Regions from separate parts of the Mus musculus genome. Here all the other regions are linked to region 5. The links are chromatin contacts, called in public Hi-C and promoter capture Hi-C maps. All regions are on one chromosome and are shown on one strand. The core of a region is the stretch at or near the end of the contact, and the rest is flanking DNA. Distances in the headings are between cores, read along the strand shown.

Region 1 (3,857 bases), core at 470-2,969, 500 kb after region 5:
ATAAATGCTCTAAAGAAGGGTGAAACAAAAAAGCCTTTGGCAAAAGTGACCCAAATGGTGCCCACAGCAACTGCTAGATGTTTGAGTATTGGATTAACTCTTATCACAGACCTTTGTGGAGAGGTCTTTGGCTGGGTCATGTAAAAGGTGCTCAGTATATGGTGATGGAAGCCCCTAAAGGACAAATCATTAGATAGAGGATTGGGAGTGGGGTATATAGCTGACATTCAACAGACACTTGCTGAAAGGAAAGGATCTTTTGACAAGGCTCTCATTTTAGGGAACTAATCAATATTGAATGGATCCACCAAAGACCTTTGGAAAAGTGTCTGGAGAACAGGAGATTCAGAAAGCACTCAATAAATGTCTTGTAGAGTCATTATAGGAAAAGGTCATTGAGGAGAGACTGGTAATGAGTCACACATAGAAAGCTTGAAAACCCTCACAGAATTCATGCTTGGAAAATGATTTGTTTGAGGCAGGTTTAGGAATAGTACATGTTAAGCATTTAATGCCTCTTAGATCCTTCAGAGAAAATGGGTCCCTTCAGAGCACGTACCTGGACTTGGCATTCAGTCAAGGTTCATAGGATCCATTAGAGTCAGAGCTTGTGATGAGAAAATGAGGTGGAATACACAACAGACACATTCAATCACTGCTTACAGACAAGTTTGAAAGGTCTTTGATGAGGGCTCTGGGGTGGGACATATAGCATCAATTGGATACACGTTCACAAGATCCATTAGAGAGATGGCCTTTGGGCAAGGGGTGAGGGTAACTGCGTGAATCAGGCTCTCAAAACATGCTCAAGGAAGTCCTTAGAGCCAAAGACTTCCAGGGAAGGGCTCTGCAGTGAGGTATAATGCAGGTGCTAATGCTTACAAGACTCATTAGGGAATGAGACCTTCCAGGCAAGAGCTGGACAGAGGAGGTAGGGCACATTTGGCCCTTGAAAGCTTTCTGCATATATTGAAGCCAAAAGCTTTTGGGAATGAGTAATAAGAAGAGGCAACAGATAATTGCTCCTTGTACCCATTTTAGTTTGGGGGAGGTAAAAGTGGGGCTTAAAGGGAGAGCTGAGCACAAATCATTAAAAGGAAGGAACTGGGCGAGGGGGCCAGATATCAGGCGCACAAGTGGCGCTCGATAATAGCTCATTCACTGTAGAAACATCTGGGTACCCAGGCCCTCGAGGAGGCGCAACAGCGGCTTACCAGTCGGTGTGCGGTTCGTCGATGACCAGCAGCACCCTGGCGGCGGCGCCCCCGCGGCCTGCGCCCCCAGAGCCACCGCCCACCTGCTCGCTGAAGGTGGCGGCTGCGGCTGCTGTGGTTTGCTTGACCGCGTTAGACAGCGACGAGAAGAAGCCGCCGCCCCCCGAGGACCCAGGACTAGGGGCTGCTGGAGAAGCCACTGGAGCAGCTGTGGAGGCCCTCTCGGCAGAGGCTGTCGCGGAGCCGGGCGTGGCCCCAGGGCTGGCGGCCGAGGGAGGCGGCGGGGGCGGTTGCGGGCGCTGCAGGTCTGTCATGTACCCATTCGGCAGATTGGCCATGAAGTTGCTGTCCGACAGGCGGCGCCGCAGGTAGTTCATGGTGGCGGCGTGGGGCAGGGGATCCAAGGGGCAGTGGGTCTGTGGGCCGCGGGGGCGGAGCGCGAGGGGCTCAGGAGCACGGCGGTGCTCTCTGGCACGACGCGACTCCTCTGCTGCCCGCTGCAGACTGAGGCAGCGCCGAGGCTCTGCCGCCGCAGAGCGTATGGTCGCGCCCGCACCTCCCTATCTTGCACCTCTCGTGGTGCGGTCCGACTGGACTCACGGCAGCATGGACGCGACCAAGGCGGCGAGGAAGGGGAGTTTGGGGAGGGCTAGTGAGTGACGTCAGTCAGCCTTTGGTGCTGGGGAGGTGGTGGTGCGCGCCGGCAGCGGAGGCGAAGGCTCTGACCGCGGTGCTGAATCCGACAGTGCGCATGCGCCGCGCCGCAACCTCTTCCCCTCCCCCTCTGATGGGGGCGGGGGATGCGCAATTTGGGGAGTGGGGGTGGGGTTCTTGTCCTGAGGGTCCGGACCTGTAGTAACGAAACTCCCTCCCACGATCCTACCCTGTTTACCAACCTCTTCCTATTCCTTAGGCTAACTTGCACTTACACACTCTTGCCCTTCCCAGATACTTGGGTTTCCAGTGTTGATTTTCACCTTTGAAGGCATTTTGGGGATAGAAGCACACTCAGAGGGGAACATAAATGTAGAAATTCTCCTTCCTGCAGTGTTCCCGGGGAGACATCTCCTATAACAACTCTGTCGGGCAAAGAAAAGAGCACGGGGGTGGCGTAAACATCACCAGACAGGCGGAGGTGGACACTTGGGTAGTTAACATATCCTTGCCCTTGGTGGTGAGAATCTGAAAGAACACATGGAATAACACAAATAGAAAAGGAAGGAAAGACAGAATATATATGTACATCACAGAACACACAGGCATCCAGGTATATATGTAGACACAGAAGCTCAGGGTAACACACATGAGCATATTGAGCACACATTACACATTCAGATAACACTTTGACTCACACCCAGAGAATCTCACACAAGTGCACACATCTAGGAAAAACACAGACTCCCAGATGAGCAAGGAAACTCTGGGTATGCAATGCAGAAGCATTTCCTGCAGCGCTAGCTCTGATGTGTTTTCAGCCTCCTCCACATGCACATATTTAGTCTACATGGCCTCATTCCTCTGCTCCGGACATAGCCCAAACCCAGTGTCATTAGTGTTCATGGATGTCTTCCTCTTTGCAGACAGGAAGCCACATAATACTTTCATGTGGAAAAATAAAGTAATTTTGGTGGTCTGAATAAGAAGGCTCATATATTTGAATGCTTAGTCACCAGGGACTGGTGCTGTTTGGAAAGATTAAAAGGATTAGAATGTGTGGCCTTGTTGGAGAAAGCACGTCACTGGGGTGGGTTTTGGGGGTTCAAAAGTCCATGCCAAGCCCAGAGCCAGCCAGCCAGCCAGCCAGCCAGCCAGTCAGTCTGTCTGTCTGTCTGTCTGTCTGTCTGTCTGTGTCTGTTGTCTGTGGATCAGCATATAGCTCTCAGCTATGGCTCCAGCATCAAGCCTGTGTCTGCCACAACACTCCTGATTATGGTAATAATTTACTCATCTCTGAAACTGTAAGAAAGCTCCCAATTAAATGTTTTTTTTTTTTTAATGAGAACTGCCTTGGTGATGGTACCTCTTCACAGCAATAGACCTAAAACAGTAATTCAGGCAGTAATAAGATGTAGAAGCCATTATGTCAACTTGTAAGAGTCTGGCTATAACAAAATTGCAAATGCATAGTTATTTGTTTAAATGTACCTTGGCTTATCCAACAATCTGATCTACAGATAATATTTCTACTTTGCAAATTAGGAATTAGGAGAATTTATGAACTTCAAATAATCTCCCAAGAATAATGTTTGCTGTGATTGGTATATGAGGCAGGAAGATGAAACAGCTAGTGCCAGTGTCTTCACAACAAACTGGAGTGAGATTTTAGTAAGGAATAGGGCCAAAATGATTGGGTACATCATTGACCCCAGTGAGCAATGACAGTGGAACAAGTGGCAGAAGTTTCTTGCCTGAAAGATTTTAGAATCACCTACTTATTCATTTCTTTTAAAACCAGATCTTGCTGTGCAGCCCAAGTTAGCCTGGTCTCAGCCCCTACATTAATGAGATTCCCGGTGTTCATTACCAACTCTGGCCACTTGCTCATTCCTTATTTATGAAATCAACAGTTTGTTAAACACAGCAATAATAGTGTGGTATCTGGAGTCACATAGCTTAGTTCAAGACCAGCCTCCACAATATGGT
Region 2 (3,921 bases), core at 469-2,968, 420 kb after region 5:
TTCATCTATGCTGTTCTATAGTTGTGATTGCTGAGTGTTCTATTATGTGACGTTGTCATAGTTCATGGTCTATTCTTTTGTTGGATACCAAGGCTGTTTCTAGTATTTTTTTGTTTTTAGTTTTTACATTTCCTAATATGAATAAAGCTAATCTGAATATGTGCATACATGTTTTAGTGTGGATATGTAATGGGCTGTGGTTGGCTCACCATAGCCAATTTAGGGCCTTTCTTAATTCTGGTTCAGTGATGTCATATTGGTAGTTTGAAACATCCACTGTAGGAATCTTTATACCACAACTGACAAATGTTACAAATTACAATTGTTTTCTTTTTGAAAAGCTGGTTGTTAACATTTACCAGCATACCATGTGGGTATATGTTTTCATTTCTCTAGAGTAAACACTTAGAAATGATGTTGTTGGATTCATGATTGATTGATTTTCAAATTATTTCTTGTCCTGTTTTTGCAAAGAACTTAAAGAAAGAAATCTTATCTTTTTATAGAACCAACAGACTCAGCCCATTACATACAGGTTCTCAAAATAACTACTAGCTCGTTTTGAAGTAAGAAAACGTGACGGTACCATTTGGGACACAGAGTTTCTCTTAAATTCATCTAGTAGTCAGGGTGGCCATCTGTTACTTAACTATATCCAAAGGAAAACCAAGACTCATATCTTAGAAGAAAGAAGGAACAACTTTGAGCTGGACACATAGAGGAAGTTTGCATCAGACAGGGAGATAGGGGTGTTGTTACATTTGAAAGAGATGGTTTCAAGGCCTTTAGGAAAATTTTCTGTGGTTGTAAAACTGGCAAGAGACTGCCATACTCTTTGGGGAGGGGCAGGGTGCTGAGAATTTAACTCAGGGCTTTGTGGTTCATTCTCTTGTTGAGCTACAACCCTAGAACTAAGCTTTTAAGGAAGATTTATCTATCTATCTATCTATCTATCTATCTCCAATAGACAGAGAAAATAAAAGTTTTCTGAAGGAAATGCTCCAAAAAAAGAATGTAGGTACATACACATGTGTGTGTCTGTGCCTTTTCTTATTCTGATGCCTGGGTAAATTCAGTTTAAGAATTATATTCATCCTAAAATATGTCCACAAATGGCTGCCACAGGATTGCATTCCAGAACAACACTCCCTTCTTCACCTAGCCAGCTGTGGTCTGTCTTTCAAATTCCTCAACCCCTTTCCTCCCTCCCTAGAGCCAGACCTCCAGCACGGATCCGCTAATTAGCAAAAGTTATGACTACAGTTTCTTAGAGCTGGTAAATACTGAACATCATTTAGTCTGAGTCCACCCTGTTTTAAAGACCATCAAATTAAGATATATGAATAGTCCTTTAAAATGTGCTTTACACTACTGGCCAAATTGCATTTAAGGGTTTCTCTTGCTCAGATCAGTCTTAAATGGCCAGAAAATACAAAACTGAAATGGAGTCGTGCCTCTGACACGCACACCAAAAAAAGACAAGCTTCTTTATTCTATAGCACGGTTAGGGTTAAAGTCCTTAAAACGCAGTAGTCGCCCTGACTGCGCCTGCGCGCCAATCAGGACAGGCGAATTTGCCCTAGAGACAGCCATTTGAGCCCACCCCTCCTAATCCGGAACACGACCCACATTCCGCTGGCCCTGTCTTGATGGGCATGATCATCCTCCAATAAGAATGGAGAGACGAGTCACAGCGAGCCAATAGCAAAAAGCCTAGGGACGGTGGCGGTGGACTGAGAGGAAACAAGAAGACAAGCCCAAGATGGAGGCGGTGGTGGTGGTAGCGGTGTGACAGGTGAGGGCAGGCCCGGTAGGGTTCGGGTTTTGGAGCGGCTGCGGGACCCGGGTATGAAGTCCAGACCGAAAGCTCAGCTCCAAGATGCTTCCGTCTGAATCTCAGCGTTCTCCCGCCCGGAACCAAAGGAGTGGTTTGACCAGGGCGAGACCGTCGTCATCGACCGTGGGAGTGGATGGAGGAGTCGGCCTGCAGGCTGCAGTGGTGGTTTCGCTTGCTGCGCGTGGCAGTGCACCTGCACAGAGCTTGAAGCCCTTGGGGAGGGCGGGACGGAGCCAAATTGGGTCTGGGGTCTGGGGCTTGGGTGCGAAATTCCAAGGTGAATTCTTAAACCCCTTAAAATGTCTAATGACGTTTCCTCACGACGTCCAGGAGATGCAGCTCTCTCCCATGGTTCCTTATTGCCCTTCATATTCTACGCCACCTAGGAAGATGTCTGACGATTACCTCATTATCCCTAGTTCACCCTAATCCCTTTCCATGATTTCACAGTGCGTTTACACCAGTAATCTGTTTGTGACCCCCAGTAGTTATCAGGTACAGTTTTTGGAAACCCTTCCCCCAACCTCACCTCCATCTTCTTCATCTGGATACCATTGTCTTCCTTTGCCTTTCCTCTTGATAGTGTTTTCTGATGAGCCATCATTGCCACTGCATTTGATTTAGTGTGTAATGTGGTCTGTTATCCAGCTGTTTTTCACAGTCTGTAGTGACTCTTATTACATCTCTCTTTAGTCTAGGGTATGGCGAACCTCTGTGGACTCTAGAGGGTCTGGTGACCTCTATTAGCTACCTGACAGTACCTTTGATTCTACCATTAGCCTTATAGCTTATGCTCTGGAATACCCACAGTGCCTTTTAAGGTCATTGGTACTGTCTTCATTTCCTTCAATCTAAAAACAAGGTCTGATGATCCTCCATTTTCCTGTCCCCTGTCTGTGTCTGATTACCCATTCTCTGAAGCTAAGACAGCCTGTTTATTTCCATTGTGTGCCTGAGACCTGTGATTTTTCAGTGCAGTACATAATGGCTTCCCCATTAATCTCTAGAGAGTCATGTGTTCTGCACTGTCCAGAACCGTGTGCACTGTCTCCTCACTGCAGTGAGTCTCAGATCTTGGTACTCAACTATGACATAAGCAATAGGAGATTCTCAGCAGAGAAGGGTTAGTATCATTGGGCTGGTTCATAAAAAGTGGGATTTAGGGAACAGTGGGAACTTGGAGATGGAATTTTATATGTCCTCTGCCACTCTGCTTTCAGGCTGTCATTACTAGACCTCTGAATTTCTCCTCTGTCCTCTGCTAGGAGGCCTATGGCAGCTGCCCAGTCCTACCTCAGCCCATCTTGAAAACAATCTTAGGCAACATGGAACCACCACGAGGCCCTCCTGTTAGTGGGGCTGAGCCATCTCGGGCAGTTGGCACTGTCAAAGTGTACCTGCCTAACAAGCAACGCACAGTGGTGAGTCACTCAGGCAGTACTGGCAGGGGTTCCAGATAGTCGTAGTGTGGGATCAGAAGGGTGGCGAGGGTTAGGGAATGAATGCTGCAGAGGGAAGGAATAATTGGCTAGGGTACCTATTGGATACTGAAGACCCCAATCTCTACACACACACACACACAGGTGACTGTCCGGGAAGGCATGAGTGTCTATGACTCTTTGGACAAGGCCCTGAAGGTGCGGGGTCTCAACCAGGACTGCTGTGTGGTCTACAGGCTCATCAAAGGGTAAGTATGGAAACCCCATGCCATTCACTGGGTCCCTACACACCTCCTTTCTTCAGTGCCATCTTATTCCTCCTCATTTGTCTTGGAGTCTTCCACTATCTGAGGTAACCCAGGTGACATCTTTCGTTTCCCTTCATTGACCATTGGAAGGTCTGCAATTCACTATGCACTCAGCCCTCAAGTCCTCAGTCTGTCACCTTCCAGAGTTCATCTGTTTTGTTCTTTCACCATTTCTTGAAGTCACAAGCTCTTTCTTTTCTCATGGTCCCCATACACCATGGAGTTGGTGGTCTTCATTGACCTTTCTATTCTTTGTTTGTTTGTTTGTTTGTTTTGTTTGTTTTTTTTTTTTTTTTTTTTTGAGACAGGGTTTCTCTGTATAGCCCTGGCTGTCCTG
Region 3 (3,893 bases), core at 1,231-3,730, 370 kb before region 5:
ATAAGCACATCTACCTACTCCAGAGGGTAGAATTCATCTCCTGTGCCCTGAAATTGGGAATTACCTCACCCACAACCACCAAGACCTAAGGGTTTCAAATGTACTTCCAAAGAAATAAATGTTCCCTCCCAAACGTACTTAACTTTATTCTCTACCTATAGTGTGTGTGCGTGTGCGTGTGCGTGTGCGTGTGTGTGTGTGTGTGTGTGTGTGTGTGAGTGTTCAGCATCTTGTCACATCCAGGCATTTAATTCATCCAGGAGAGCTCCAGAGAAGTCACCCTCAGATGCTCCAATCTCCTCTCATAGATGCAGATGTTTCTACTGGACCTGCTCTTTCCTATCTATCCACAGATGGCTCCACAGACCCTAGATAGCAAGGAAACAGCCAACTCTCCTAAGGCAGGACCACATCCCATTACCCATTTTCTTAGGTTTCCTAGAGACATGTCACCTCAGAGTCAGCAGGAAGTAGCTAAGGATCACAATGATGACCCTATTCCTGCTCCACCATCGCCTTTTTCAAAATTTTCCTTTTTTAATTAAACCAAAACAGGGTAATGTTGGCATTTAGTCTAGGCTCTGCCCCACAGTTACCAGGAAATATCCAGGTGTGCCTGACTCATTATAAAAGGAGCTACTTGCCCCATCCTCTCTCTTTCTCTCCTGCCCTTGCTAACCCTTACCCTCTTTTCCCTCTCTCCCCATTCCCCTCCCCCCTTCCACATGCTCACGACCAGTCTCTACTCGTCTCTTCTCTTGCTCTGCCTTTCTCTGTCTCTACTACCCTCTCAGCTACCCTCCCCATGCCGTGAATAAACTCTATTCTATACTATACCATTGTACAGCTGGTACCTCAGTGGAGGAAGGGATATCTCACTATGGGCCCACAGAGGCACACAACTATCTATCAACTGAGCTGTGACTCCAGGTCCCTCTCCCATCTCAGAGTTAGTGTTGGAAGATAAAGCCAAAAGGGACAGTTGGAGGAGGATAATTGTAATTTTATTGTCTCCATTACTGGGCTTGAGGTTTTTATAACTAACAACAGAAGTTATTTACATTCTGCTCAGCCATATATTTCTCCCCAAGTGAGCCCAGAGCAACCTTTTTTGCTTAAAAAGGGAAAAGGAAAAATATAATGGAAGCTATTAATTTTATGTTGCAAAATAGTATCCTTGCTACAAAGGAGATTAATACATAAGTGAGTGAATGTTACTGATGGAAAATGAAGAGGTTCAACATGGTTTCTTCTGACAAAAAAGTAGCAAGTAATGACACTGTTGGGAAAGGAGTGCAGTGGTACCCCTGGTTGGAGAAGAGCAGAGAATTTTGAATAGTCCTAGAGGCTTGAGATTTGGAATTGACAGGATGTCTGAGGTTAATGGTGTTAAATTTCTCTTGGTGTAAACATGTCCTTTATGGAATGTTTTGCAATTGTGTTTGTGGGTTTGGGAAAGAATGGCTTTTCTAGGGGAGTAATGAATGACAGAAGGCAAGGAAGTTTAGTTTATTGCCATGAGTGTTATTAAAATAATGGCACAGGACCAGTAAGATGGCTCAGTGAGAGCACTTGCCTAGAGCTGATCCTAGCAACCTGAGTTCAATCGCCAGTCTCCAGGACATGCAAGATGAGAGAAGAGAACCAACTCCCTCATGTTGTCCTCTGACCTCCATACATGTGCACACACAGGCACACAGGCACGCACGCACACACACACACACACACACACACACACACACACGAATATAATTTGAGAGAGAGAGAGAGAGAGAGAGAATTGCCCATAGTCTTTTAGATGAACACGAAGATTTGAGAAAAATGTAAAGGGAGTGGGCAAGGTGGATCAGAAATAAAGAATATATATACAAGTGGCTGGAAAGTGTGAGAATTGTGGGCAAGAAACAATGATTGACAAATACAAAATAAATAGTTTTCATATATAAGGAATACAAGAGAAGGGCTGGAGAATTAGTTCAGTGATTAAGACCACTTACTGGAGACCCAAGTTTGGTTTGAAACACCTATAGCTCTGATTACACCCATCTGCAACTCTTGTTTCTGGTGATCCAGTGCCCTCTTCTGGATTCTGCTGGGACCAAAACAGGAAGAAAAAAAGTGTCATTCTCCAGGTGGGGAATCATGTCCAGTCACTGGATGCCTTCTGTACACATTGTGACTCTCCCTTGCCTGAAGTTGGTTGGTTAGCAAACTTAAATTCGTTTTGAAGGAGTTAGGGAAAGGTGGAGTACACTCAGTGCACCCCAGAGGGTGTCCCTGCCCTGTGGCAGCCCTGTCCAGCTCTAGCCCGGCGTTGAGCAAACCCAGGAGCAGAGCGTAAGTGGGCGGGGAGAAGTTTCGGGTACCATGGGCAGGGCCTGCAGCTGCTGAACCGGCCAATGAGCGCTCTCAAGAGGCTGAGCCAAGAAGGAGGCTGAGTGTGCCGCCACCACTGCCTCCCAAGTTTCCTGTAGTGGATACACCGCCCGGCTGCTCCACTCCGCTCCACCCAACATTGAGGGAGACCCGAAGAGGCCGGAGCCGAGGACTTTGGGCTGGGTTTTCTGGACAGAACCAGCAGGCGCCTACTCTGCTCTGGGTGGGGAGAGTGAGGATTCGGTGAACTATGAAGGGCCGGCGGCGGCGGCGCCGAGAGTATTGCAAGTTCACGCTGCTCTTGGCGCTGTACACGCTTTTGCTACTTCTTGTCCCCTCTGTACTGGACAGCCACAGCGAGCAGGACAAGGGCAGGAACTGCCCCGGCCTGCAGCGCAGCTTGGGTGTGTGGAGCCTGGAGGCGGCGGCGGCCGGGGAACGTGAGCAGGGCGCTGAGGTGCGGTCCCTGGCCGAAGGAAACCCGGATCGATCCCCCGGGTCCCCCGGCAACCTCAGCGCCGTCGGTGAGGCGGTGACCCAGGAAAAGCAACACATCTATGTGCATGCCACCTGGCGCACCGGCTCGTCCTTCTTGGGCGAACTCTTCAACCAGCACCCGGACGTTTTCTACTTGTACGAGCCCATGTGGCATCTGTGGCAGGCACTGTATCCGGGCGACGCGGAGAGCCTGCAGGGCGCACTAAGAGACATGCTGCGCTCCCTCTTCCGCTGTGATTTCTCTGTGCTGCGCCTGTACGCGCAGCCTGGGGACCCTGGGGAGCGAGCACCGGACTCGGCCAACCTCACCACGGCCATGCTTTTCCGCTGGCGGACCAACAAGGTCATCTGCTCGCCGCCTCTGTGCCCCGCCGCGCCCCGGGCACGCGCGGACGTGGGACTCGTCGAGGACAAAGCCTGCGAAAGTACCTGCCCGCCCGTTTCGCTCCGCGCCCTGGAGGCCGAGTGCCGCAAGTACCCGGTGGTGGTCATCAAAGACGTGCGGCTACTGGACCTGGGAGTGCTGGTCCCTCTGCTGCGTGACCCAGGCCTCAACCTAAAGGTGGTGCAACTCTTCCGAGACCCTCGGGCCGTGCACAACTCGCGCCTCAAGTCGAGGCAGGGACTGCTGCGCGAAAGCATCCAGGTGCTGCGCACGCGCCAGAGGGGCGACCACTTCCACCGGGTGCTGCTGGCGCATGGAGTGGATGCCCGTCCGGGAGGCCAGGCCCGGGCTCTGCCCTCGGCGCCACGCGCTGATTTCTTCTTAACCAGCGCGCTTGAGGTGATCTGTGAAGCGTGGCTTCGCGACCTGCTATTCACCCGCGGCGCGCCCGCCTGGCTGAGGCGTCGCTACCTGCGGCTGCGTTATGAGGACCTGGTGTGGCAGCCCCAAGCCCAGCTGCGCCGCCTGCTGCGCTTCTCTGGGTTGCGGACACTCGCCGCGCTTGATGCCTTCGCATTCAATATGACGCGGGGCTCGGCCTACGGCGCCGATCGTCCCTTCCACTTGTCTGCGC
Region 4 (3,596 bases), core at 790-3,289, 260 kb after region 5:
GGTGGCACACTCCTTTAATCCCAGCACTTGAGAGGCAGAGGCAGGCAGATTTCTGAGTTTGAAGCCAGCCTAGTCTACAGAGTGAGTTCCAGGACAGCCAGGGCTATACAGAGAAACCCTGTCTCGAAAAAACCACAACAACTAAAGAAGGAACTGGAGATACAGTGTGAACCACTTGATGTGTATGCTGAGAACCAAACTCTGGGGAGCAGCAAATGTCTGTAACCACTGAGCCATTTCTCCAGACCCAATCCCATTCATTTATTTTTTTCATTGTTTAAAAGTTGATCAATGAGCCTGGCACAAATGCAAATGGGCTGGAGATGTAGCTCAGTTGGTAGAATGCAAATAAAACCAGGTGTGTGGCACATGCCTATAACACCAGCACTTGGGTGGTGGATGCAGGAAGAATCCAGACTTCAATATCATTCTTGACTACACTGAATTCAAGATGAGACTGGGCTGCAAAAGACTGTCTGAAAACAGAACAACAAAATGTTGACCAGGTCTGGGTATTATTAGCTCAGCATGGAAGCACACACAAGGCTGGGAATAGACTTTAACAATGCAAATAAACATCAAATTTTAAAAGCCCCCCTTTCAAAAGGCATAAAGCCAAGTGGGGATTTGGAATAATGGAACTGCACCAGAAAGAAATAAGTGTAGATATGGGGCAAGTGAATTCCAGGCACAACAACAGCGAGTATGAAGTCTCAGAGACACAAATGCCTGCTATATTCAAGAACTAGGATATTCTCCTGTTGTGAGAGGAAAGGAGATTAAGTCTGTTAAATGATAGACCCGATGTCTATCCTAGCAAGGACGACTTTCATGGCTGAAGAAGTACTTGCCAATCAATGGCCCTTGCTTGAAAATCGTGACTGGGAAAGAAGGCCAACCAAAGGAAGCCCAGAAGAGGCAAGGAAATTCCTGGGGCCAGTGTAAGAAGTCTCAGGAAGTCTGCAGAACTGTTTGGGATAGATACGGGAAATCGTGTCATTTTCTACAGAGAAGAATGAGAGGTATGCCTGGCAATGTTGGCCGTGTAACAGAACCTAGTTAAGTAAGACTGTAGAGGACAAGATGAGGTAATTGAAAGGTGTAAAGAAAGCCTAATTAGAGGAGCTTGTACGCGAATATTAGAGTGAGGCAGCAAGAAGCTCCGCCCAAGCCAAAGTTCCAAACCTGCGCCTTAGTGGAGTCTGCCCCCTCTAAAAAGGCCTTTCCTTCTCAGCCTAGGTTTCACCACACCAAGAAGCTGCAGGAGAATGTGGGAATGGTTAAAGGAGGGAACCGGCTGACTGAGTGGCCTTTGGACCAATTATCTTACGGGATATTCAGCGATCTCCTGAGAAGCGCTCAGAACAAAAAGGCGAGCCCGAAAACCAATAAAAAACCGTACAGAGGAGGAGGCAAGCTGAAGAGAAAGCTAGATCATGCTTCTTCAGCTTTGCCACGCCCTTCATTCTTGCTCAGCCCTGACGCAGGGAGCAAATTTGATTGGCTGAGCGTCAGCTTTTTCAAAAGGGTGGGGCCACATACGTTTCACAGTGGGTAACAAACTAGTGGTAGAGGGTGGGTGGCAGGGCGGGGCTAGATTGTCCTAGCTAAGGTGGTAATCCAGGCCACCTCTCCTAGAAAGTCATTTCCAGCCTTTAAATTCTTGCCTCCCGAGGCACCACAAAGGACTGGAACTGCTTCGCTCACCTGTTCTTTTTCTCCTTGCAAAAGTCCCGTTTACCACCATGGGGATGTACCAAATGAGACTGTAGGGAAAGAAGGTGGTGACTGGCACGCCTGGCTACTGGCTGCTGCTCACCTCGATGCTAGTAAATTTCTAGCAAGATCAAAACTATTAACCCCTCTCTAAATCCCCCTGGCGCCGTTCCAGGGCCAACGCCACATTCCCTGCTGGGCACGCAATGGCCGCACCCCCTCCCGCTGCAGAAGGCTCTTTTGGTACACGCAGTCCGAGGTGAGTCTCCTCCTTCCTGCTTCACACCCCACCCCCAGCGTGTGCGTGCGCATGCGCGGAGCGCGGCGCGCGCGGCTGTTGGGCCGCTGGCTGGGGGGCTCTGGGATATGCTGCGTCTCCGCTAGCTGTCTGCTGTGAGTCACGAGCCGCCGTGAACACCCGGATTCCAGCGGGCGCTTGCGAGCACGGGGGCATCGCCCGCAGTGGCCAAGCTCATGGCCGGCTGAGCGGGACGCCGCCGCCGCCTCAGCCGCCGCCGCCGCCGCCGCCTCTTCCTCCTCAGCCGGCGGCGGCCCGGGCCCAGCAGCCATGGCCGAAGACTACTGGGACGGGCGCCTGCGGCGAACTGGAGGAAAAGGAGGTCGCGCGGCCTCATCCCGGGCCGCCGCCCCAGGCGCCACCGCGCCGGCCCCGCGGCTCTGAGGTTACTCGCGCGCCCCCTCCGGTGAGCGTGTCCTCGATACTTAGGGTGGGGGCTGCTCTTCCTAGAGAGCCAGCCGGACCCTAGGCAGTGCTGGAACAAGACCAAGGGGTTCTGGGCAGCTTGTCTGTCAGGTGCCCCCTCCCCCTCGAGTTTCCCAGAATGCACTGGGGGGTCATTTGGGGCCTCCCTGACCTTGGCCCCGCCCTGGGCCCCTGTCCTGGGAGCTGAGGATGGGAAGTGCTGTGGATGCTAAGTGGGAGAAGGGTGATTAAAGGACTAGCGTTATGGGAATGGATTGATACAGTGAGATTCTCGGAGTTGCTAAAGGGCTAGGAACATGTAATAAAAAGCCTTACGACTTCAGGCCCAGTGTGCTTATGGAAAGGGGTTGCAGGACCATGAGGGACGTGATGGGGTATAACAGGGTTTGAAGTAAAGACAGTTCCAAAACATTCTAGTGGAAGTTGGAGCTACAGAGAGGCCCAGTGTAAATGGAGAAAGGGTGGTAGAGGTACTACCAGAAGGTGTGCTGATAGACGCATAGTTCCGAGTGTGTGGTGATGAGGGTCAGGATAGTGTTAATACTGTGTTTATCCACGGAGTTGAGGGTGGCAGCTTCTCTGGGTCCAGGGTGTGCTCATAGAGGAGGTAATGGAGGGTCCTGGAGATGAGGGTATGTAGATGTAATAAAGGTAGGGTGAGATCAGTATATGCCAGTGAAGGCAGAGCTTTTGAAGGACCTGAGAGTGTGTGTAATGGGAGAGGATGGGGAAAGGCCTGTACTACTGGGTTTTAGGTGTGTGCGTACATGTGTACGGGAGATTGTCAGTAAAGGAAGTATAAAGAGCTTTGCACACTAAGGGTCAAGATGAGGTGTGAGTGGATGTCCATAAAGGCTTCCAGAAAGCGTGGGGGCAATACTATATATGAAGTTCTAGAGCACTGGTTCTCAACTTAGAGGTCGAATGTCAAATATCCTGCATATCAGACATTTACATGATAATTCATCACAGCAAAAGTACAGTTATGAAGTAGCAACAAAAAGAACTTTATGGTTGGGGGACACCACAACATGAGGAACTGTAGTAAAGGGTCACAGCATTGGGAAGGTTGAGAACCACTGTTGTAAAGGCTGCTGCTGTGGGGTTAGATAGATACAGACACTTAAATGTATGCACGCTATTAGGGGAAGAGCAC
Region 5 (3,949 bases), core at 1,292-3,791:
AACCATCCGTAACAAGATCTGACTCCCTCTTCTGGTGTGTCTGAAGACAGCTACAGTGTACTTACATATAATAATAAATAAATCTTTAAAAATAAATAAATAAATAAATAAATAAATAAATAAAAACTATAACACTTTTTAGAGGAAACATGAGAGAGGGCATGTGAAACCAGGTGAAGATGTTTTAGATATGACACCAAAAGCACTACACATAAATGCAAAATTGGATAAACTGGATCTCTGCAAAAATGTCTTGTCAAATAAATGAAAAGATAGCTGTGTATGGGAAATCCATTTTCTGATTATTTACATACTGAGGACTTGTTTATTATAATCTTCAAATTTAATAGTAAGAAATAATCCAATTAGAAAATGTCCAAAAAACATGAGCAGACATATCACCAAAAAGGTGCCCGTACATGTGTGTGTGTGTGTCTGTGTGTGTGTGTGTCTGTCTGTGTCTGCGTGTGACCTATGTGGACAGTTTTCAAGACTCATTTCTTTCTTTCCAAACTTAAGGGACCAAAATCAAGTCATCAGGCTTGGTTGCTAGTGCTTTTACCTACTGAGCTATCTCCATGGCCTAGGAGGCAAAGTTTGTTGTAAACAGCCCAAATATCCTTCAATGGACAAACTCTTAAAATGTGAATGTTAATAAAGGGTACCAGGGGGAATCTTTGAGCTGTTGTGTTGGTCATAGGAAACTCACAGGTGATACAATTGTGTAGAACTTATATATTCAGACTCAGAAATGGATGCTTGTGAAGTTGATGAAATTTGAATGAGCTTTTCAGATTGGACAAGTGCCACTATCTTGGTTTTGATATAGTTATATAAGGTTACTATTGGGAGAAAACTTGAGAAGTACTTAGAAAGATGCATGGGACCCCTTTGAATTTTTATGACTGTGGAATTTTTATTATTTTTTTTATTGTTTTATTTTTTGGTTTTCTGAGATAGGGTTTCTCTGTGTAGCCCTGGCTGTCCTGGAACTCACTCTGTAGACCAGGCTGGCCTCGAACTCAGAAATCTGCCTGCCTCTGCCTCCCAAGTGCTGGGATTAAAGGCGTGTGCCACCACTGCCCACATGAATTTTTATTTTTAAATAATTCAACTGTAACAGTAATTGTGGACTAAATATTTTACCACTCATAGACTTACATAAAATAAAGTAGAATCATATCTACAATATGAAAAACAGACAAAATACAAGAGCTCACATTTCTGTTTAAACCTAGAAATATAAGTGAAAATAACTATATTAATTCATCATAATTGTGAATGATGCATTTTCAATTCTAGCAAGGTAAATTAAAAAAAGTTGTTTTCAAGCATCTGTATTTCAAAGGTCCAGGAACCAGTAGTAAATTATGTACACTTGTTTTATATATTACTACTATACATCATGTCTCCCTTATTTATTTGACGCTATTGTCTTCCATAATTGTGACAATGGCTAAGCAAAACAAAAAGTTGCAGGGCAGATGACCAGGGAGCTGGAACGCAGGGGCATAGAATAGACCAAAGCAGGCATTCATGGTGAACTTTTTCTTGTTTGTTTGTGTTTCTCTGTATAACCCTGGCTGTAGTGGAACTCGCTCTGTACACCAGTTTTACATTCTCTATCCAACCCTCTCTGTCTGTCTCAGCCCTAGTTTAAAGTTTTTTTTCCAAATAATTCTGATAGGCCTACCTAAACTATCCAAGACGGCGACCCCTACTTTTAAGTCAACCGATCTTTAATTATAGTACCAAAATATCTCCCCAGGAACACCTGGACGAGGGTTTGAATAACTGGGAGCTGTAGGCTAAGTCGACATCAGAAAAAAAGAAAAAGAAATCAAGAAGTCCCACCCCATCATAAAGCATTTTTGCTCACAACTGGATTAATGTGTTGTCAATTGCCTCCTGGCTTTTATTATTTATCCATGCTTCAAGTCTAAACGTCAGAAATAATGGTCGTCTTAGAGTTTAGGGACGAATTGCACTCGTAGAACTTTACAATCGAGTCAGGAGGGTGGGAAAGCTCAGGCTGGACTTTGCCGGAGCAGGAGCCAGTGCACCTCGCTGGCCCAAGCGCCTAGCAGGGCTGGGACGCCTCAGGGCAGCAGCGCGCGCAGCAGGAGGGGAGGAGAACCCACCTGAAGCGCCGCGCCGCGCGTGCGGGAGCTTGAGGTGGGTGGAGCCTCGAAGCCGGTGGCGCTCGTGACGGCGCCCAGCCCGCCAGAAGATCGCGCGGCGAGCAGACGGCGGGGAGTCAGCCGGGTAGGGCGAGCGCAGCCGGCGGGGGTGGGGGGAGGTGGGGGGGGGTGGGGCGGGGAGTTGCAGTGATGAGGAAGGAAAGGGAAGAGGCGGAGCGTGGGAGCGCACAGTGTCAGGAATACAATAGTGCTCCGCGCCGCCTCGGCTGCCGCCGCCGCCCAGCAGCCTGTCCAGAGCTGAGGCCTGAAGGGCCAGGCGGCCAGGGCCGGGGGCGGGAGCAGAGCGCTAGGGGGCGGCCCCCTCGGCTCCTCGGAAGGCCCGGCCAGGAGGGCGGGGTGAGATTAGGGGGCAGGTGCGAGGGAGGGAAGAGAAGAAAGCAGGCGGCTAGGGGGCGGTTACCACCCTAGCCAGACTCGCCCGGCACGTTGAGGGGGCCCTCAGTGTGCGGCGAGGAAGGAGCGGAGCGAGACGCTGCGCCGGAGGTAGGCGCTCTCGAGGGTGGCCTCGGCACCAGCGAGGTTGTGGGCGTAGTGCGGGTTTAGTGGCGGGAGTGGCGGCCTCGAGGAGTGGGACGCGAGCGGCGTGGAGCTTGGGGTCCCGGCCTTGCCACCCTCGGGGTCGCTCCAGCTCCACGTAGCGGTTGCCCCGGGGTCCCCCCGAGAGCCCCGGAACACAGAGCGTGTGTGGGCTGAGGTAAAGTGCCCAGTCGCCCCGCTGCTGGTGGCGCGCTGTGCCCGGTGGCCCGGGCGGGGGGTTGGGGGGGGGCGCGCGGACACGGACACACGAGCTGGGCTACAGCCTCCCGGACACCTCCGGAGGCGTTGAGCGCCATAACTGTGGCGGCCGTTCCCTTCGGAGTCCCCTCCGGGTGCCCCTTTCCGTGCTTGTCCTGTGCTATCAGGGACTCTTGGGGCCAGACCTCGGGGCTAGAGGGCATGCTCTTTCTGCTGCCTGTGGCTGCCGGGTCCGAGCAGCGAGAGGGCGCACCCTGGCTGTTTGAGCCTTGCGGAGCGGGAAGATACTGAGGGTCCGGAGAGGGCAAGACGGGCAGTGTGGGGAGCAACCAGGCACTCTGAGAGCTGAAATGCCAACCTAGTGGGAGTGCGGGTGCCCTTCCGTCCTCGAACTTTCCTTTCTCCAGTCATTGTTAGGACGCAGTGAGTGTTCGAAGCCCGCAATCGCCCTGAGGTCTAGGGGTGGGAAAATCGCCAGGGATATGCCAATTAAGGGGAGATTTTTCTGCCACCGGGCATAGTTGTTAACTTTTCTCCAGCTCCTCTGAGGGAGCCACATCGATTTTATTTTATTTTATTTTTTTAATCCTCCCAGCCTTTTCCTCCTGCTTTTCGGAGCAGAGTTTTGGTGGAATTGGGCTTTAAATTACACAGGGCAAACAGCGTTCATTATTTGTAAGGAAGAAAGTGGGGTGGGAAGAAAGTGTGGGGGGGGGGGACTCTTTAGTGAGTGTCCTTAATGGTGGCATGTGAAGATACACTTAAGAGTTTATCTCTTTGCAGCCCTAGGACATACGTACCTTGTAGGGCTTTCACAAGAAACTTGTTTGACCACTCCACTGGCGTTGAGTCACAAGGAAAGATGTGCACAAGGGTCGACCAACCCCGCCTTGTGAGATGCACTTAACTGTAAGGCTGAGGATGAGAACCTCACCCTCCACCCGCCACAGTTTGATTGTATAAGAAATAAAAACCATGGTGACAGAGATTTCAGTGTCCTAGAGGAAAAGGTG
Region 6 (3,765 bases), core at 641-3,140, 440 kb after region 5:
CAGGACTTTCCCTGTCTTTACGTCTCCTCAGTCCTGCCGCCTAGTTACTCAGCCCCCTGTCTCACTTTCTCCTCACTTTCACAATCAGATGGTTGAAAATTTTGGTCTCCTTCCCTTTCTCCTTTTCTCTGTACCTCCTCCCACCACCACAGTAATTTCTTCACCATCTTTCCTGGACAGGCCATTTGATTCCTTTCTGTCTCTGTTTTCTTACTAAATAGTAAAAATATGAATCATACCTCACAGATATGTTGGGAAGAATAAGTCAATTATTTCAGAGAAAAGAAAATCTTAGTATACACATATAGTAAACCTGAATCTTCAAAGAGTTGGTTACTATTATTGTTGTTATTGATTTAATACCTCTTCATTAAATAACATTAAGGAACAAGGAGGACAATGGCAAACAAACAAACAAAATTTCTGAGCTGGCAATATGGCCCATCAGATAAAGGTGCTTGCTGCCTCCATGCCTGATAACCTGAGTTTGAGCCCTAGAACCCACAGGGAAGGAGAGGATTGGCCCCTGCAAGTTGTCCTTTAAGCAATGCAAGCATGTCATGGCACAAACACACACACACACACACACACACACACACACACACACACACACACACACACACACACACACAGTGTAAAAAAAAACCTTTTAAAACAGTGTATTGTACATAGTACCCTGTTGAGTGCTGGCAGGAGGTTTTTGTGTCCTGTGGTTTCTGAACCAATTTACCTAAGTTAATAAAATTGAATTAGCTAAAGTAAATTTACATAATAACCTTAGTAATGATGTACAGTAAGCATTCAGTAAGTAGCTGTGATCACCACTACCATATTCTCTCTGTCTCTCTCTCTATCTCTGTCACAGGTTCTCACTATGTATCGCTGGCTGTCCTGGAACTCACTGTATAGACTATGTACCCTCTAATTCTCTGGATCAGCTTGCCTGCTGCGATTACAACCATTGTCATTATTATTGGTCTTTCCTCCCTATATTAATTGAAGATGCTAATCAGTCCATAGAACCCTTCCACAGGACCCCAGGGAATACTCCTGCATCATCAGGAAGCTGGTGGGCAGCAGTTGCCTCATCCCATCCCCACAAGGGGTGTGGGCTGGTTGGTGGGGGAAGGGGCAGGGCAGGATGGAGTAGGGATGGTTTTTCTACTGACTCACTAACTTCTTTTACCATCAGTCACCACCACCACCACCACCCATGCTCACCACACCATTCCCTGCTTGTCAAGATTGTGTCCTGCCTGAGTTAGGACTCCAGGGTCAGGAAGCCTAGGTTTAAATCCCTGTTTTGTCCTGTGACACTAACAAAGATCTTTACTTCAGTTATTTGCCTGTTTGGTCTTGTTTCTGTTTAAGACAGGGTCTCTTGTAGCTGATGATATCTTCAAATAGCCTCACCGGTGTGTGCAGCCACAGCAAGGTTTGGGGTACCTAGGCTCTGTCTGCAAGCAGCCTCGGTTCCCTCCCAGTTCTGCCAGACTCAACTGCTATCTTGGATAAGTCATAGACTTATCCAGTGTATCAATTTCCCCACTATGTATTTGTGCCTCTTCTCCCATGTCATGTCCCTCAACTGCTTTTCTAGTTTGTCACCCTCTGACACCCCTCACCAGAATTTCAGATCCACAGGAATGCCTTTCTTGTGAGATTGTTACATAGTAGATGAAAGGCGTGAGAAAGAAGTTATTGGCTTCAGCCACAGGAAGTTTGGGGAATATGGGAAACCTGAGAGGCACAAAGCTTTAGGCGCTCTCTCTTCTGCCCTTCAAGGCCGCCAGGAAGGACTGTGCATGACGTGGAGCTGGGGGAAGGGGGCGCAGTGGGCTGGCTGGCAGAGGAGGGAGTATCTTTGGGTTTATCCTGGGGCCCGCCCCTAGGCTTTGACTCCAGCGGTGGGTGGATGAGTAATGCGTCCAGGAAGCCTGGAGGCAGTGATTTCCCCGCCAACTCCGCCCTTCGCATGGACATTTATTCTCCACTGTGCAGCCCCTGCCGCCATCATCGCAGATCGGGGCTCCTAGAGACACACCAGAGGTAAGTGGGAGCCGGGTGTCCTGGCAGAACTGGGGCTTGCCTGGAGCCTGTGTTGGTGCGGCTCATGCAGCCCTTGCCAGACTAACTGCTCACGTGGCTTGCAGGTATCAGGATCCCTAGTTAGCTAAAGAGGAATATAACGGGAGAGGGCCTGGAATGATCGTCCCAAGCTGGACTCTCCAGACTCCTTCATGCCTTTGCTAAGTGCTCCAAACCCACAAGCCTTTAATACCTTGAAGACTTCCCAACTTGCCTGTCCCTCAATCCTTATGGTTCCTGGTAACTCCCCTGTTCTCTTTGCCATGTCTGGTTCATGGAACTTCAACAGTTCTTCTGCCTACAAATTCCTCAAGCATTACCATTGTCGTAAACCTCCAAATTCCCCAAGACCCTTAACCCCCATTTTCTCCAGCTCCCTAAAACCCCAAACCTGTTCTAACCCCCCAATATCTCTGAAATCCTCAGCCCATTATATTTTAATAGCCCTAATTCCTCATTATATTTCTCCAGTTTCCCAAACTCCAAATTCATCACTACACAAATGTCAGATTTTCCCAATTCTGTTAAATTCTCAACGTTCTCCGCTCCCTTATTCACCAACTGCCACAACTCCATTCTCTAACCTAAAGAGGTCCCAAATCTCCCTAGGACCAATGGCCATGTAAGCCGTTGGTCTGGGAACCTATTAACACCTACTCTTTACCAGCAGATACCATGATGGCCCCCTTTGCATCTCTGGCATCTGGCATCCTCTTGTTGCTATCACTGATAGCTTCCAGTAAGGCCTGTAGCTGTGCCCCACCCCACCCACAGACAGCCTTCTGCAACTCGGACCTGGGTGAGTCTGGCCCCCTTTCTGTCCCTCTTAATCCAATAGGGTTCATTATGGCAGTTGTCTCTAGGACAGTTCTACTTACCCTTCCATACATCTGCTTTTGCCACACTGACATCCTTGGGCCTAAGCCTACCTTTGTGCTGGCTGCTCCCAGTACTATGTACATGCTTTTCTGTAGTTATCTACATGGGTGGCTGCCTTAAAAGTCATCTTACTGAGGTGCTTGCCTACTTTTATTTAATTTTAAATTTAATGCCAGCCACATAGTACTCCTGAACCTTTGTTACATATGCTGTTAATGGCACTTCTTAGGACACAGGCAGGCAGACTTCATTCAGGACCATGACAATTAGAATTTGCCAAGAGATGGGGGTGGTGGGGGGAGATAGATTAACTCTCAACATTACATGGGCAAATGGAACTCAATGGCCAAGGAACAGTTTGGGAGTTGGTGAATGGGAAACCATTGAGAAGAAATATCAAAGGCAAGAGGATTCAGGCTAAATCCATTAAAAAGATTATTTTTATTTATGTGTATGTTTGTGTGTATTCCATGTGTGGTGTGTAGGTGCCTGTGGGTCCTCAAGGCATCAAATCCCCTGGAGCTGGAGTTATGAATGGTTGTGAGCTACCCTATGTGGATTCTGGGAACTAAACTTGGGACCTCAAAGAGCAGCAAGTGCTCTTAACCATTAAGTCATCTCTCTAGCCTATCAGCTTACTTTTTGTTTTTGAGACTAGGTCTCACTATATAACCCAGGCTGGCCTTGAACCCCTGATCCTTCCCACTCAGCCATCCAAGTGCTGAGATTGCAGGTCTGTGCCATCACACCCAGTTTAGGTCTCTTGAAAACTGGCTAGTATAATCATCTGGTGGCCCC

Evidence for each region. Promoter capture Hi-C pulls out the DNA fragments that hold promoters and counts their contacts. Hi-C and Micro-C count contacts between places; a contact is called where the count stands out from the background. Capture Hi-C pulls out chosen DNA fragments and counts their contacts.
Region 1: a contact with region 5 is called in a promoter capture Hi-C map of the SN4741 cell line, with 4 times the contacts expected there. The contact joins the promoter of Syn1 here to the promoter of Jade3 in region 5. A contact is called at or near these places in 4 of 39 promoter capture datasets (the SN4741 cell line, hematopoietic stem and progenitor cells and liver).
Region 2: a Hi-C map of CD8 T cells shows a contact between it and region 5, with 7 times the contacts expected there. The contact joins the promoter of Araf here to the promoter of Jade3 in region 5. A contact is called at or near these places in 1 of 484 Hi-C or Micro-C datasets (CD8 T cells), 1 of 115 datasets of contacts at active chromatin or transcription factors (memory CD8 T cells) and 1 of 9 other capture datasets (adipose tissue).
Region 3: a promoter capture Hi-C map of pre-B cells shows a contact between it and region 5. The contact joins the promoter of Chst7 here to the promoter of Jade3 in region 5. A contact is called at or near these places in 6 of 39 promoter capture datasets (the C10 cell line, cranial neural crest, hippocampal neurons and 2 more), 1 of 484 Hi-C or Micro-C datasets (embryonic stem cells), 2 of 115 datasets of contacts at active chromatin or transcription factors (astrocytes and neural progenitor cells) and 1 of 9 other capture datasets (adipose tissue).
Region 4: a contact with region 5 is called in a promoter capture Hi-C map of liver. The contact joins the promoter of Cdk16 here to the promoter of Jade3 in region 5. A contact is called at or near these places in 2 of 39 promoter capture datasets (erythroid cells and liver), 1 of 115 datasets of contacts at active chromatin or transcription factors (effector CD8 T cells) and 1 of 9 other capture datasets (liver).
Region 6: a promoter capture Hi-C map of cranial neural crest shows a contact between it and region 5. The contact joins the promoter of Timp1 here to the promoter of Jade3 in region 5. A contact is called at or near these places in 2 of 39 promoter capture datasets (cranial neural crest and liver).

Annotation. Positions count from the first base shown.
Region 1 is chrX:20,919,199-20,923,055 of GRCm38.p6, forward strand. It overlaps Syn1 (synapsin I), which reads right to left and starts at 1,720. Exons shown (of 13, transcript NM_013680.4): 1 at 1,215-1,720. The coding sequence starts at 1,591.
Region 2 is chrX:20,846,825-20,850,745 of GRCm38.p6, forward strand. Araf (Araf proto-oncogene, serine/threonine kinase) reads left to right here and starts at 1,719. Exons shown (of 16, transcript NM_009703.2): 1 at 1,719-1,795; 2 at 3,103-3,258; 3 at 3,421-3,524. The coding sequence starts at 3,163.
Region 3 is chrX:20,057,090-20,060,982 of GRCm38.p6, forward strand. It overlaps Chst7 (carbohydrate (N-acetylglucosamino) sulfotransferase 7), which reads left to right and starts at 2,481. Exons shown (of 2, transcript NM_021715.1): 1 at 2,481-3,893. The coding sequence starts at 2,627.
Region 4 is chrX:20,686,387-20,689,982 of GRCm38.p6, forward strand. Cdk16 (cyclin-dependent kinase 16) reads left to right here and starts at 2,040. Exons shown (of 16, transcript NM_011049.5): 1 at 2,040-2,420.
Region 5 is chrX:20,423,147-20,427,095 of GRCm38.p6, forward strand. Jade3 (jade family PHD finger 3) reads left to right here and starts at 2,542. Exons shown (of 13, transcript NM_199317.2): 1 at 2,542-2,684.
Region 6 is chrX:20,868,276-20,872,040 of GRCm38.p6, forward strand. It overlaps Timp1 (tissue inhibitor of metalloproteinase 1), which reads left to right and starts at 1,891. Exons shown (of 6, transcript NM_011593.2): 1 at 1,891-2,049; 2 at 2,759-2,887. The coding sequence starts at 2,764. All of the region lies in intron 5 of Syn1 (synapsin I), which reads right to left.